2 separate regions of the Mus musculus genome follow, and region 1 is linked to region 2. The links are chromatin contacts, called in public Hi-C maps. All regions are on one chromosome and are shown on one strand. Each heading gives the region's core, a stretch centred on a gene start, on an enhancer-like site or on the middle of the called end of the contact. The rest is flanking DNA. Distances are from core to core; before and after follow the strand shown.

The links. Hi-C and Micro-C count contacts between places; a contact is called where the count stands out from the background.
Region 1: a contact with region 2 is called in a Hi-C map of cortical neurons, with 2.0 times the contacts expected there. The contact joins two enhancer-like sites. A contact is called at or near these places in 1 of 15 datasets of contacts at CTCF or cohesin (the NIH/3T3 cell line), 6 of 484 Hi-C or Micro-C datasets (the N1E-115 cell line, cortical neurons, frontal cortex and 2 more) and 2 of 115 datasets of contacts at active chromatin or transcription factors (embryonic fibroblasts and embryonic stem cells).

Annotation. Positions count from the first base shown.
Region 1 is chr12:99,062,185-99,068,859 of GRCm38.p6, forward strand. All of the region lies in intron 2 of Gm40554 (a long non-coding RNA gene), which reads left to right. Among named protein-coding and RNA genes, the nearest start is that of Gm40554, 41 kb to the left of the region's middle. Within about 2 kb of position 1,862, at least 28 of the 459 cell types and tissues checked have an H3K27ac peak or open chromatin away from gene starts, as enhancers often do. A contact at or near this core is called in the N1E-115 cell line, cortical neurons, embryonic fibroblasts and 1 more, where this site is marked.
Region 2 is chr12:98,987,221-98,993,853 of GRCm38.p6, forward strand. No RefSeq gene overlaps it. Among named protein-coding and RNA genes, the nearest start is that of Gm40554, 34 kb to the right of the region's middle. Within about 2 kb of position 4,406, at least 36 of the 459 cell types and tissues checked have an H3K27ac peak or open chromatin away from gene starts, as enhancers often do. A contact at or near this core is called in the N1E-115 cell line, cortical neurons, embryonic fibroblasts and 1 more, where this site is marked.

The sequences.
Region 1 (6,675 bases), core at 612-3,111, 72 kb after region 2:
AACCCACTTAAGGAGACGCTGCCCTGACTGGCTCCTCTTTGTCTTTGAAGCCCTAATTGAATGATCCTGGCAGCAGTTCTTTTCCATGGAGCCTGTCTGCCACTCTGTCCACTCATTTTAAAATGTATGGATCCCTCTGCTTTGGACCCGAGGCCATATTGATTCTGGAATATATGCCACTAATTGCTGAGTGCCTGCCTCTAAGAAGCAAGAACAGGGAGGGGGGGAAAGCTTGCATGTCAATATTTGTTACTAACCTTGACAGATAATCATTTTAAGTGATGGTGACTTTTTCCTCCTCTAAAGCTTTAATTACTGGCATGCACACACTGCAATCATTTTGTTCTTGTGTGTGTTTAATAGTCTGTAATCCATTTTAATTACATTCTTTGCTTATCAAGATCAGACTTCCAAGCAAGGATAGAACAGACTCTAGCTTCTGCCTTTTCTCTATGTCCCTCTTCTAGTCAGTGCCTCGAAAATACGCATGGATTTGAAACCAGTTTAGAAACAAATTTTACTCTTGGCACTTAAAACAAACAAACAAACAGACCCATTACAGAGAAGCCTCTCTCTGTACCTTTTCCAATCTGTTGGTCCATTAATACAGATGCTTCCTCCGATAAACTCGGAACTTGTGGAGAACTTTGAAAGGATGTAAGTCAGAGAGGGATCTCTCTCTCTCTCTCTCTTTCTCTCTCTCTGTGTGTGTCTTTCTCTTGGTGTGGGTAGTGAGTGAAAAGGTAGCTGGTTAAAATTCATTGACTTTGTGAATTCTTTATTTTGGGCATCTTTCAATTCATGAGTTACAATCCTATGAAAGCATTATATAAAGCACCAAACAGGACGGGGTTCTCAGGGCTGCTTCATGCTTTTGTTACTGGCCATCACTTAAGAGTGGCCAAGCACTTTCTGTGACCACATCTCCCTAACAGCTAACATTCTAATTTACTAGATGTGGCTTCACTAGAAAAGGAACCGGAGGGGTCTAGACCAATCACACAGAAAGATCCCGTGACTTACCTAACAGTCTCCGCCTGCGACTTCCTGAAGCATATTTGACAAAGCCCCAGCCAACTAAAAGAGAGGTCCAGAGCAAGCATTGTCCACCTAAGGATGCTGCCCCTCAACAGGAACAGACAGAGCCAAGCTGGGCATGACCGGTGCCTGGCTCCAGGCTCCCTGCCCGAATATGGTTCAGAACCCCAAGCTGGAGCAGAGTAATTGCAGGCTTTTCACGTTAAGCCAGTTTGAGTTGCTTTCCACTGACTTTGTTCTAACTAAAGTCCAACTATCAGGCTTGAAAGATACCCAATTTGGAATCTCCCACCCCCTTTTATTTGCCAAAGCCCCTGGAGTAACCATCAAATCAGCCCCAGATGGTTCATTAACATCAGCCAAATGCTTTCAAAATAAAAAAAAAAGAAGTGGTATTTTTGTTTTAATTAGATCCACACAGTAAGGTTCTTCCTCCCTATAATATCATCAGACTCTAGCATGCACACACAGAGAAGGGGGGAGGGAGGGAAGAGAGGGAGGCGGAGGAGCGCACTTGGAAACAAACGTCTACATATTAACTGAGGCCCTCCTTGGAGAAAATATAATGACAGAGCATTTTTGTCTATTTCCCAAATGAACACTGGCTGCTTGTGGGTGGCGTGTCAGAGCATCCATGTTCCCAGGTCCCAGCACAGAGTCAGGAAGGAAGGGGCATTTTCTCCAACTTGGACTTGACAGTACCCAACTGCCATCTTCATCCTGAGGAAGAAAGGCACTTGCTTTCCCAGGCACTGTCTGAGCTATGCGTTACTCATCAGGTTCCTGCAGAGAGGTTGATCAGGGTCTCCGGGAAGTGAGTCAGCAGTAAGACAAGCATTCCTGGGACACATCTGGAAGTGAGTCAGCAATAAGACAAGCATTCCCGGGACACATCTGGAAGTGAGTCAGCAGTAAGATAGCGCCATCCGGGCACATGTCACAGACCAGTTTCATCCGCCGTGTGCCCCTCTCTTTCTTTACCTGCGCCTCCATTTGTCAACCAACTTAACTCTCCTCTGTAGTTACTATGAAGCCCACTGGCACTGTCATACTTTATTATTGGAAAGTGAGTGGAAAGTCAGGGACCATGCAAAGTATAAGGAAGGTATCGCTACTGGAGAAAGTTGAAAGGGATATAGGAAACCTAAACTAATGATACATTCCTGGGCATGTTAATGCTGAGAATGGAAGGCCCGCTGAAACATGTACCTGACTCAACCACTAAACAGAGTCAAAGTGGCTTCTTTATTGCAAGCTCCCTCCTTGGATATCTTAATACGGTGATGTATGTGGTGGACCTACAAGGGGACGCTTCTGAGACAGCGGCTCCCCAGTCATTCAGTTCCATGTGTCCTTAGGGTGTGCACAGAAGCTCCAGTGCTGTTGGCATGGTAATAGCATCCTGAGCACAAAGATGAAGGATGTCTCAGTTGTCCCCTTTTGTTCTGAAGAGTTGAGACAGGCCTAGGACACCTTAAATAGAGGAAGAGTTGTTAAAGGGATAAACATGAAAATAAGGAACATAGATAGGGTCAAGGCCCTTAAGACCTGGGACAGAATCTAGGCTTTGGAAAGTCATTTAAATGATTTATAGCTCATTTAAGTGAATGTAACTCTTCAGTGGTGATTTATTGGATATGACACTAAATGCACAGGCAATAAAGGCAAAAGGCAGACATTTGTCATTGGTGGACATCAAATAAGCATTCAAGGACAGGACCAGTGGAATGAAAAGGTAACACACAAAATGAAAGAAAATATTTACAAATCACATATCCAGTAAAGGACTTTGTATACGGGATACAGAAAGGACTCTCACAACTCCGTCTTAAAAAGATGAATGACCCAGTTTGAACACTTGGCCAAGGATCCAGATGGATGCTTCCACAAGGATGAAAGATAAGTGGCCAACGATGAGAGAGGCTCAGTATCATTTGTCAACAGGTAGAGGAGGTGCAATTCCACATCCATTGCCATACAAAGGATTACTAACAATACACAGGGTAAGGACGCAGCAAAATGGAAAGTCCTCTGGTACTGCTGGGGGCGGGGTGGTGGTGACATCAGATGGCACAGCTACTTCAGAAAAGTCCGACAGCTCATCAAAAGGGCAGGTGTCCAGTTGTCACATGAGTCAGAAATCCGACTCCCAAGAAAAATAAAAGCATGTGTTCACTTCAAACTTGTTTCAGGTGCCCGCTGCTGTGTTGTTTGTAATAGCCCATCAACTAAAAAGTGGGTAAACCAGTGAGACATATCTGTGCAGTAGAGTATTGATCTAAAAACAATAACGAGATGAAGAACTTATGGGTGCGCCCTATAGCCAGCATGAAATTTGGTGAGAGCGTGCTGTGAAAGAAGCCAGTCACAATGGACCACATTTTATTTGATATCACTTCTATTGTAACGTCCTAAGTGGCAAACCTACAGTGTAAGAGGCAGGCTGCTAACGTCTGGAGACTATGTGGGGAAGGAAAGAGAGAAAGCTAGGGGTGGTAGAATGGCTACAGGGTGCTCGTCAGAGTGGTGGAGAGGAAATGAAAAGGTGTCATTAACTCTTATCAGCTCATAAATGCACAACTGCGGATTCATCAGAACCATGAAATCCATATGTATCGAGTGGGGGGAATTGTACAGTATATGAATTATCTCAATTAAGCCTTTCTTAGAATGGCTAGCAGCTAATGATACCCATTCCCTGTGTCTCTAACAATACAACACTGATTTGACACCAGGCACTACAGGACTACCAAGTATAGACATTGGAATTATTTTTGGTCAACAAAATGTGAGCAAGTGTTTCGTCTGGAACTTCCTAGAAGCAATTGAAAGAGAATGAGCTGTTAGGGCGCTTGCCTTTTGGTCTTATTTTAGCTTCTGTAACTGGCCTGAAACTCCTATAAAAACGACTAGCAACTATTTTGGGACTTGAACTGATTTCGAGGCTGTAAACTTCACACTGAGAAAGAGAAGGGAAGTTAGGAGCCTGGGTCTTAGTGACCCTGCAGCACCACGTCATGACATTCCTTGACTGCTTGTGTGTGTGTGTGTGTGTGTGTGTGTGTGTGTGTGTGTGTGTGTGTGTGTAGAGATCAGAGGTTGATGCTGGGTATTGGATGTCTTCCTGGATCACTTATTTATTTATTTATTTATTTATTTATTTATGTATTTATTGTCTCTCAGTGAACCTGGAGCTCACAGTTTCAGCTAGGCTGGCTGACCAGTGAGCTCCTCGGATCTACTTGTGTCTTATCCCAGTTGGGAACAACCAAAAGAAACTTATTCTGAGTGCCACCATTCCATTTTCAGACTCCATTTAATTGTAGGGAGGAACTAAATTCAAGGTCCCAGGCCCTGGGGGGGAGGGGGCGGGGCTAGAGACTTCCCTAAAGCTGAACAGCTTCTGTTGTCTGTGTCTAGACATCTCAGGGACAACTTGTAAGGAGACAGTCGTCTAAGTCCAGCTATCTCAAGGACAACTTCTCCATCTTGCAGGCAGGGTTAAACAAATCTATCTTCCCAAGCCTAGGAACAAACACCTATCCCACTTCTCCAAACGTTTTCTTCATTCTCTGTTAACTAGTAAGGGATATAGAAATTGCTGTTATTTAAATCAAGGTGCATATGTTGTAAAATATATATAACCAATTGCTTGTGATTAACTCCCTGTAGCTGATCCACTCATTTATACCCTTATCAGTCTGATCTCCAGACCTAATGTATAGGAAATTGAATTAAGGACCTTGAAGCCAGGTGCCCTGGATATGATGGCCCAGTCTCCAACAGGCAGGTACTCCTTTGCTTAACCCATAATGTCAAAATACAATTGGATAACACTGCAGCTCGCCCCAACTCTCCTCTCCCTTTGTGTACCCATGCTGTAAAAATGCTGTACAATCTCCCCTGGGGTGGTTTAGATCCCGAACTGGCCACCTCCCTGAGTGCTCAGAAAATAAAGCTTTTGTTTTAAAGCTTCTATCTTTGAAGTGAGTTTTCTCAGCTTCCTTCCTAAACTCAACAGTCCCCAGCTGAGGTTGCAGGTGCATGCTGGTCCCCAGCTGAGGTTGCAGGTGCATGCTGGTCCCCAGCTGGGGTTGCAGGTGCATGCTGGTCCCCAGCTGGGGTTGCAGGTGCATGCTGGTCCCCAGCTGAGGTTGCAGGTGCATGCTGGTCCCCAGCTGGGGTTGCAGGTGCATGCTGGTCCCCAGCTGGGGTTACAGGTGCATGCTAGCATATTCAGCTTTTACATGGTCCTGGGGCTCTGAACTCGTGTCCTTAGGCTTGTGCAGCCATCCACTAAGCCATCTCCTCAGTGCCCAATGCTTTATTGTTTATTGTTTTTGCTGTAAACAGGACCTTGTTATATAGCCAGGGCTGGCTCAGACTTACAGCAACCTGTTCACCTCTGCCTCCAGGGTACCAGCTTTGTAAATGTGCACCACTACTACAGCTGGCCTTAGACTTCTTTTGGATGAATGACAAGTTTCTATCTTGTTTAAGTTCCTGCTATTTTTAATTTTCTTTTTAACTGACAGCCTAATCCTCTGTAGCTAAAATTGTCTTCCGCAGAGCCGATTCCCAAAGCCCTTCCCCTTTCTCCCACAGAATGTTGGCATTCTATAGACTGAATGACTTTTGGGTCCAAAATGAGGGATTCATTTCATGAATTCAGAAGACAAGACTGTCTGAATTATGTGTGCAAAGCACTGGCTTCCAGCCCCAGCACTCAATTTTTTTTTTATTAAAATAAAAAGTCCCTACGGGAAGAAGGGAAAGAGGATGGAGACATAAACCAAGAAAGGATATTTTGCTGCAGCAAGATATAACATAAAGAAGGTTTATCTTGCCTCACAGCTGGAGGGTGCAGTCCATAGAGGTGAAGTCAGGTGCCAGGAGCCCGAGGCAGCTGCTTACATTGTATCAGCAGTGAAGAAGCCAAGAGAGATAAAACTGGAGAGCAGCTGGCTTCCTCTTTTTTAAGCAGACTGAGACCCAGCCCATGGACACCTGCATTCAGGGTGGGACTTCTCTGCTCCGTTAACCCAAGATAACCCCTCCTAGGCACACCCAGAGACTTGTCTCCTAGTTGATTCTAGATCCTGTCTAGTGGTCAATCAATATAAACCATCATGGGAGGGATTGTTAGACACTGAAAAAGTTGAGGGGGTTTTTACTTTGTTCCCCAGAGGTGGGATGGGCGTGCTGGGGGCGGGGTTAACTAAGGAATGCTTGGCAAAGATTAATCTGTACGTATGCTATAGTAAGAGGGTAGATTATGGCAAGCTAATGTTCCATAATGGGGGAAGAGAAAACAAATCTGATGAGCTGTTCCAGACTCACAGATGAATTCACAACCAGCACCCCTGGGGCGGAGCCTCTGAGAATCCTCCGAGAAGGTGAGAGGATCTAGATGCATCTGCTCAGACAAATGTGGAAAGACAAGGCTTTCTCTCTAGCTAAAATGATCCTTTCCCTTAGCTTGTCGCCCTCATTGCCTTATGGGATGTCCCGTCACCACACAGGTTTTTGGTTTGGCTTTGGGAGTTCCAGAATCTGTGTTGCCCACAGAAACTGGAAAATGTGGGTTGTTTATGTAGAAGCAAAGTTGGGTATTTTTCTATTACTGATGTTTTCCTG
Region 2 (6,633 bases), core at 3,156-5,655:
CCCTTTCCCTGTATTATTCAAGACCCTTCAACGTTGCAGTTACCATGTGTGCCCACCATGATACAGTCTGCCATGCTATTAGACAGCCGCATTGCTCTCACCAGAGGCCCAACAAATGGGACCTCCAACATCATGAGATAAATGAATCTTTTTTATAAAGTACCTAGTTTTAGATATTTGGTTATAGGAACAGAAAATGGACACTTATATGGGGGTACATCTTAATATGATATGATATCATCTTAACTAATTTAATCTATAGGGACCCTATGTCCAAATAACATCACATGCTTAAGTTTCAGGGGAAGAGGAATACTAGAGGATACTAGATACCCAATCCAGGAGATGATGTGCACAGAGAAGTAGTGCTCTATCTATCTGAAGGAAGCCTGTCTCTCCCATCACTTTTATTGGGATCAGTAATGCCTGGAGAAATTTCTTTTTTTTTTAATTAGGAATTTTCCTCGTTTACATTTTCAATGCTATCCCAAAGGTCCCCCATACCCACCCCCCCAATCCCCTACCCACCCACTCCCCCTTTTTGGCCCTGGCGTTCCCCTGTACTGGGGCATATAAAGTTTGCAAGTCCAATGGGCCTCTCTTTGCAGTGATGGCCGACTAGGCCATCTTTTGATACATATGCAGCTAAAGACAAGAGCTCCTGGGTACTGGTTAGTTCATATTGTTGTTCCACCTATAGGGTTGCAGTTCCCTTTAGCTCCTTGGGTAATTTCTCTAGCTCCTCCATTGGGGGCCGTGTGACCCATCCAATAGCTGACTGTGATCATCCACTTCTGTGTTTGCTAGGCCCCGGCATAGTCTCACAAGAGAGAGCTATATCTGGGTCCTTTCAGCAAAATCTTGCTAGTGTATGCAATGGTGTCAGCATTTGGAAGCTGATTATGGGATGGATCCCTGCATATGGCAATCACTAGATGATCCATCCTTTCGTCACAGCCTGGAGAACTTTCAAGTGTTGTTGAAAGAAAAGCTTCTTTGCATATGGCTTAGGAAAAATAACTGCTCTGCCCAGAGCAGGCCTTGATGGGCAAAGAATCATTTAGAGACTCAAAATTATGGTTGTGTAGAAAGAATATCTTGTGTATTGTATGGATGCATTGCCTGTTAATTAAAAAATAAACTGTGGCCTATAGGAAAAGGAAAGAATAGAAGGTGGGACATCCAGAAGGCAGAAAGAATTCTGGGATAGAGCTAGGCACTGGAGATTCATCCAGGAAGATGTGATAAAACAGGCCCATGGTACTTGAACACAGGTAACCAGCCATGTGACAGAATGTAGGTCAAAATAAATGGGTTATATTGTTATGATCTAGTCAGAGAAGTGCTTAGCTACATGGCCAAGGTATTTGCAAATATATTTTGAGTCTGAGTCTTATTTCTGGGAGCGTGGGGCTTGGAGGAAGAACCAGGCCCAACTTCTACATGATTGTAAGCCCTGAAGGGTTTAGGAAAGAAAAAACAAAAAAACAAAAAACAAAAACAAAAACAAAACAACAATAACAAAAAAAACCTCCTTAGAGCAGTGGTTCTTAACCTGTGGGTCACAACCCCTCTTGGAGGGGATGTCACATATCAGATATTTACATTATGATTCATAACAGTAGCAAAGTTACAGCTATGAAGTAGCAACAAACATAATTTTACAATTGAGGGTCACCACAGTGTGAGGAAGTGTTGGGAAGGTTGAGAGCCGCTGACCTAGAGGAAGTATGTTTTGCACTCTGGAAACCAACTTTCTCTTCAACCTGTTGGCAGGAATGTGGGACGCCATACATGTGTGGAATTAGAATAGAATTGGGGTTCAAGCTTTCAGGCAACTATGACATAGGCTCAAAGTTTGGGGGCAGCAATAGCTGTGACGTGAAGGCACATTAGCAGAGGGAGATGCCTGCAGAAGGCCAGCTTAATAATGGCTCACCTCAAGGGCAGATTCTTTCGTCAAAGTCAGAGAAGTCCACAGAACCTCAAGGGTTTCTTTCTTTCCACAGAGCACCTGCTAGAATCCATTCATTTGTCCATGTCTAAAGGAGTACCCACAGCTGATTGTGGAATCACAGCGTTTAGAACTGGAAGAACCTGAACCAAGAATTTTGCCCCACCCTCTTTTTATTTTCATACAAGGAAATATGGTCCCAGCACCTTTGCTGACCTGGGGAGACAGGTTTCTGAGCCATTTCAGGTGCCCTTTGTGCACAGCCACCTGCCACCTTGGTGCACTGGTCATGGGCACATCCCGGCTCTGGACACTTGGACTGTACCTCTATGGACCCTTGGCAAGGCAGGGCCCTTTGCCTCCTGGTTTGGGACTGTGTGGGAGCATAATAATAAATCAGGAAGCAGACAGAACTATGGAAAGGAGTAAAGAGTCCAAGGAATTGCAAGGCAGCGACAGAGTGCTGCTTCGTTATGCTAACCTCATGCTAGATGTAGTGCTAAGAACCAATGTGGAAGCCCAACAGTTCACTTCTATTGTGCTTATGTGCACACACGCCCCTCCACGCACACGTTTTTGAGCAAGGTGCACAAACAGGGAACAAGAACAATCATACACGACAGTCATCGGGGCGACACCGAGTTCAATGACCCAGTAATAATCACCTGTGATTATTTCTTTCAAAGACACCTTTCTGTTGAGAGCATGTTTTGCCATTACTTAAAACCATTCCCTTCATCTTATCCACCTCCCTGAACACGATAAAACAGAAAGGCAAACCGAGCTTACAGTGTACTTGGAAGTCAAGCCCAACTGCTAAAAGCTGTGAGTGGAACCAGGCAGAGCTGAGGGGCAGCTGAGCCCCAGCGAGCACACTCCATGTGCTAGCACGATAAAAACCCCAGTGAAGGCTGCAACCTGGCAGAGTCGAGAACCTTACAGAAGCCATGAGCATAGCAGTAGGAATGGGGCCTCTGTGATGTGGCTTCCAGCCTAAAATTTCATGACTTAATATTTGTGTCTTTTAGAAACAGTAATTTGGTCTATAAGACATAACTGACCCACAAGCATGCTCTTTTTCAGGGGATAATTGGAAATAGATTTAATTCAAGTCCAAGAGTTAATTCAATCCCATCTACTTTTCCACAGCCCAATATAACCATATATTTAATGATTTGAAGTCTTCCACCCTGAAATGTGTATGCATATACCCTTCTGGCAAACTCTTCATAAAACCTATATTGCTTCTCAGAGAAAACTAGAAATTGTAAAAAAAAATCCGTTTCTTATACAATTTCAGGACTGAGCTAGGAGGAGACTTACTTACTTAACTTTCATGGGGGAGTGGAAGTCTTCTCCCTAAAAATTGTTATCCCCAGATTTCTTAAAATGAAAGAGTCTGGAATTAACCTGTTCCTGCCTGTGATTTTGTTTGATAATCAGGGTTTGGTAGTTTTGCATCGTAGTTTGCATCAGTCACCCACAGGCTTCTTAGCTATCTCCTACAGAAGGAAAATGGGGAAAACGAGGTTATAGACATAGCCTGGGAGTGGGGGTGGGGTGACAAGTCCTGCGGAGGGAGAAGATCCCACTGCCACCCAGTTCTCCTTCCCAGAGTAAGCTGTTACTCATTGACATTTTGGCAAACCTGTGACATTTCACTAAAGCTTATGACATTGCATTTACTTATGGGGAAAGCCCTTGGAGTGTGCAGTGTGGCATGGAGAATTCTGAAGACCTTTCCTTGGAGGGCTAGTTGTCAAAAATACAACTGTTACCTAGGCATAGTGGTGCTTGCCTACAATCTCAGTATTTAAGGGGATAAGGTAAGATTTGGGGTTCAAGGCTAGTCTGAGATATGTAATGAGACCCTGTTTTAAGACAGAAACCAACCAGATAACACACACACACACACACACACACACACACACACACACAGAGAGAGAGAGAGAGAGAGAGAGAGAGAGAGAGAGAGAGAGATAGAGAGAGAGAGAGAGAGAGGGTCAGGAATAAATAATTTTCTTTCTGCATTCATGGCTGGTCTTTTATGTTTATTCATGTGTGGGAACGGTTTACAGAAGAACCATTGACTAATAGCTGAGTAATCACCATAGCAACCAAAGCACCCATCATCTGAACCATATCCCAGGCCAGTTCATGTTTACTGTTTTCTCTATCAAATGATGGATTTGAGGGAAAACAATCCTCTATAAAGATGTGTTCAGGAGTCACCATCTATTCATTCACACAACCACAAGTCCAGAAACAGCCTGACATGGAAGCCCTTTTAATCTTGGCTATATTTGATCTGAGACAGAGAATTGACAAGGTCATGGATCCCCTTTAACGGAGCAGGGATGTGTGTGTGTCTCAAAGTGGCCTCATCAAGGGCATGTAGTCCTTCTGCCAGCCTTGCCAATGTAAGACATGTGGGTTGACCCCCCAAGAGAGCTGCTGTGTGCTGATTTTATTCCAGTCCCTCACCCCATCCAGCACAGGATCCATGAGTCAGACAGCAACTCTGAGGAGGGAAAAAACATATTTAGAATAATTTTAGAAAAAGGAGACATGAGTGTGCCACTTTTAGAACCCAGATATCAAAGCAGGAAAGGAGAGGAACAAGAGAGAGAGAGAGAGAGAGAGAGAGAGAGAGAGAGAGAGAGAGAGAGAGAGAGAGAAACATGGATTTTTCCATCTTCCATTTTGTGAGACCATCTGCAATTCACTCTTGATAATCAGTTTGGGAGAAAGCTCAGGTGATGGGCCTTTGGTTGCCATGGCAATTATTCTGCCGTGTGCAGCCACTTAATGCATCTCTAATTTCCCTACAGAAGCACATGCAAGGTCAGCAGAGGACACGGAATGCTTCTCCCAGACTCCAGGGGAGCAAAGCTGGACTCTCAGCCAGGCACATGACCAACATGTCTTTCAAATTAATTTCATTCCCGGAAATATTAGTGGTTATCTTTAATATGGAATAGAATGAGTCAAGGTTAGGGTCTGGCAGAGGAGAGGCATAATTACATGTTTGCCTAATTCAACCTAATTTCATCTCAACCTTTCTCCAACAGTGCTGTGGAGAAAAGTCACAAGGTTTCAGGAGGAGGCAACCTGTTCACACAGACTACCTTGAGACCTCTTTTGTCAGGGGACCATCTTTTTTTTTTTTTTTTTTTTTTTTTTTTTTTTTTTTAACATGGAATATTTTGATTACGTTAGTTTTCTGGAGTTTGTATATATGTATACAATGCATTCTGGTTACTCACCCCCCCCTACCCCTTCCATCTCTTATCCCCCTCCTAATCTTACCAATGTCTACCCACCTACATATCTTTTCCCGTATTCATGACTTTTGGTTTTTGTTTTATGATCCACTTAGTTTAACTAGAGCCATCCGTGTGGCTGTTAGAGTGGAACTATCCAATGGTGTCTGGTAGGGTCACTAGTGGATACACAACCAAAGGCAATGACCTCCCACACCTCTTCCCTGGGCCTATCAGTATGCTAGGCCCCCTGCAGAAGGAATATAAGAGCCGAAAGACGTATAAAAGCATTAGAAATGTCATCTACCACACGAGACACATCTACTGTAGTCACAAACTCAACGTCTGTAGAGACGCACACTAGGTCTGCACAAGAACGGCCCATCGACAGTCAGGTGTGAGCAGATGAGGGGTTTAGGAGCATGCGCGTTTCATCCTGTGCCTCTCTCTGGGGCTCTTCTCCTTCTTGGGCTATGCACCTGATTGAGACCTTGATTTTGGTCCTCTGCGTATATATGCAGCATCACGCCCTGCCGGGGTCTCAAGACTCTGCCAATGAGCGTGAACTCTGTTCCTTAGAACTTACCAGACTCTCTGATATCCTCACTTCTTTTATTCCCTCACACCAGTATTTTTCTAGAATGGAGGCAGCAGGGGTGGGGGAGGGGGTGGCGGGTGTGGGGGAGGGGGTGGGGGAGGGGGTAGCGGGGGCGGAGGATGAATGATCGCCCTTTCATGTTTATCCTGTTTTGCCCACACTTATCCTTTCTGTTGCCTGGAGGCTTAGAGTTCCAGAGTGTTTATCGAGCATCTTTTCTAGTTTGCTTTTTGTTGCTGTGATAAAACACTGACCAAAACCAACTTGGGGAAGAAAGGGTTTATTTATTTCAGCTTCCAGCTTCCCTGTTACAGTTCATCACTGAGGGAATCCAGAGAAGAAACTCTGTGGGCAGGAACTGAAGCAGAGCCCATGAAAGGATGCTGTTGCTTACTGGCTTGCTCTCTGTGGCTTGCTCAGTCTGCTTTCTTATACAGACCCACCTGCCTAGGGATGACATAGCCCACAGTGACCTGGGCCCTTCTGCATAAATTAGCAAGTAAGAAAATGTTCCACAGGTGTGCCAATCTGATGGAGGCAATTCTTTAGCTGAAATTCCCCCTTCCTAGAGTACTCTATGTTTGTGTCAAGTTCACAGCTAGTATCAACCAGGATAACATTTATCAATGCTCACTTCTAGTTTAGGCTCGGAGGATACTGTAAATCAGTGGTTCTCAGCCTTCCTAATACCGCGAGACCCTTTAATACAGTTCCTCATGCAGTGGTGACCCCTAACTATAAATAAAATTATTTTGCTGCTACTTCATCACTGTAATTTTGCTTCTGTTATGAAGCATAGTGTAAATATATGATGTGCA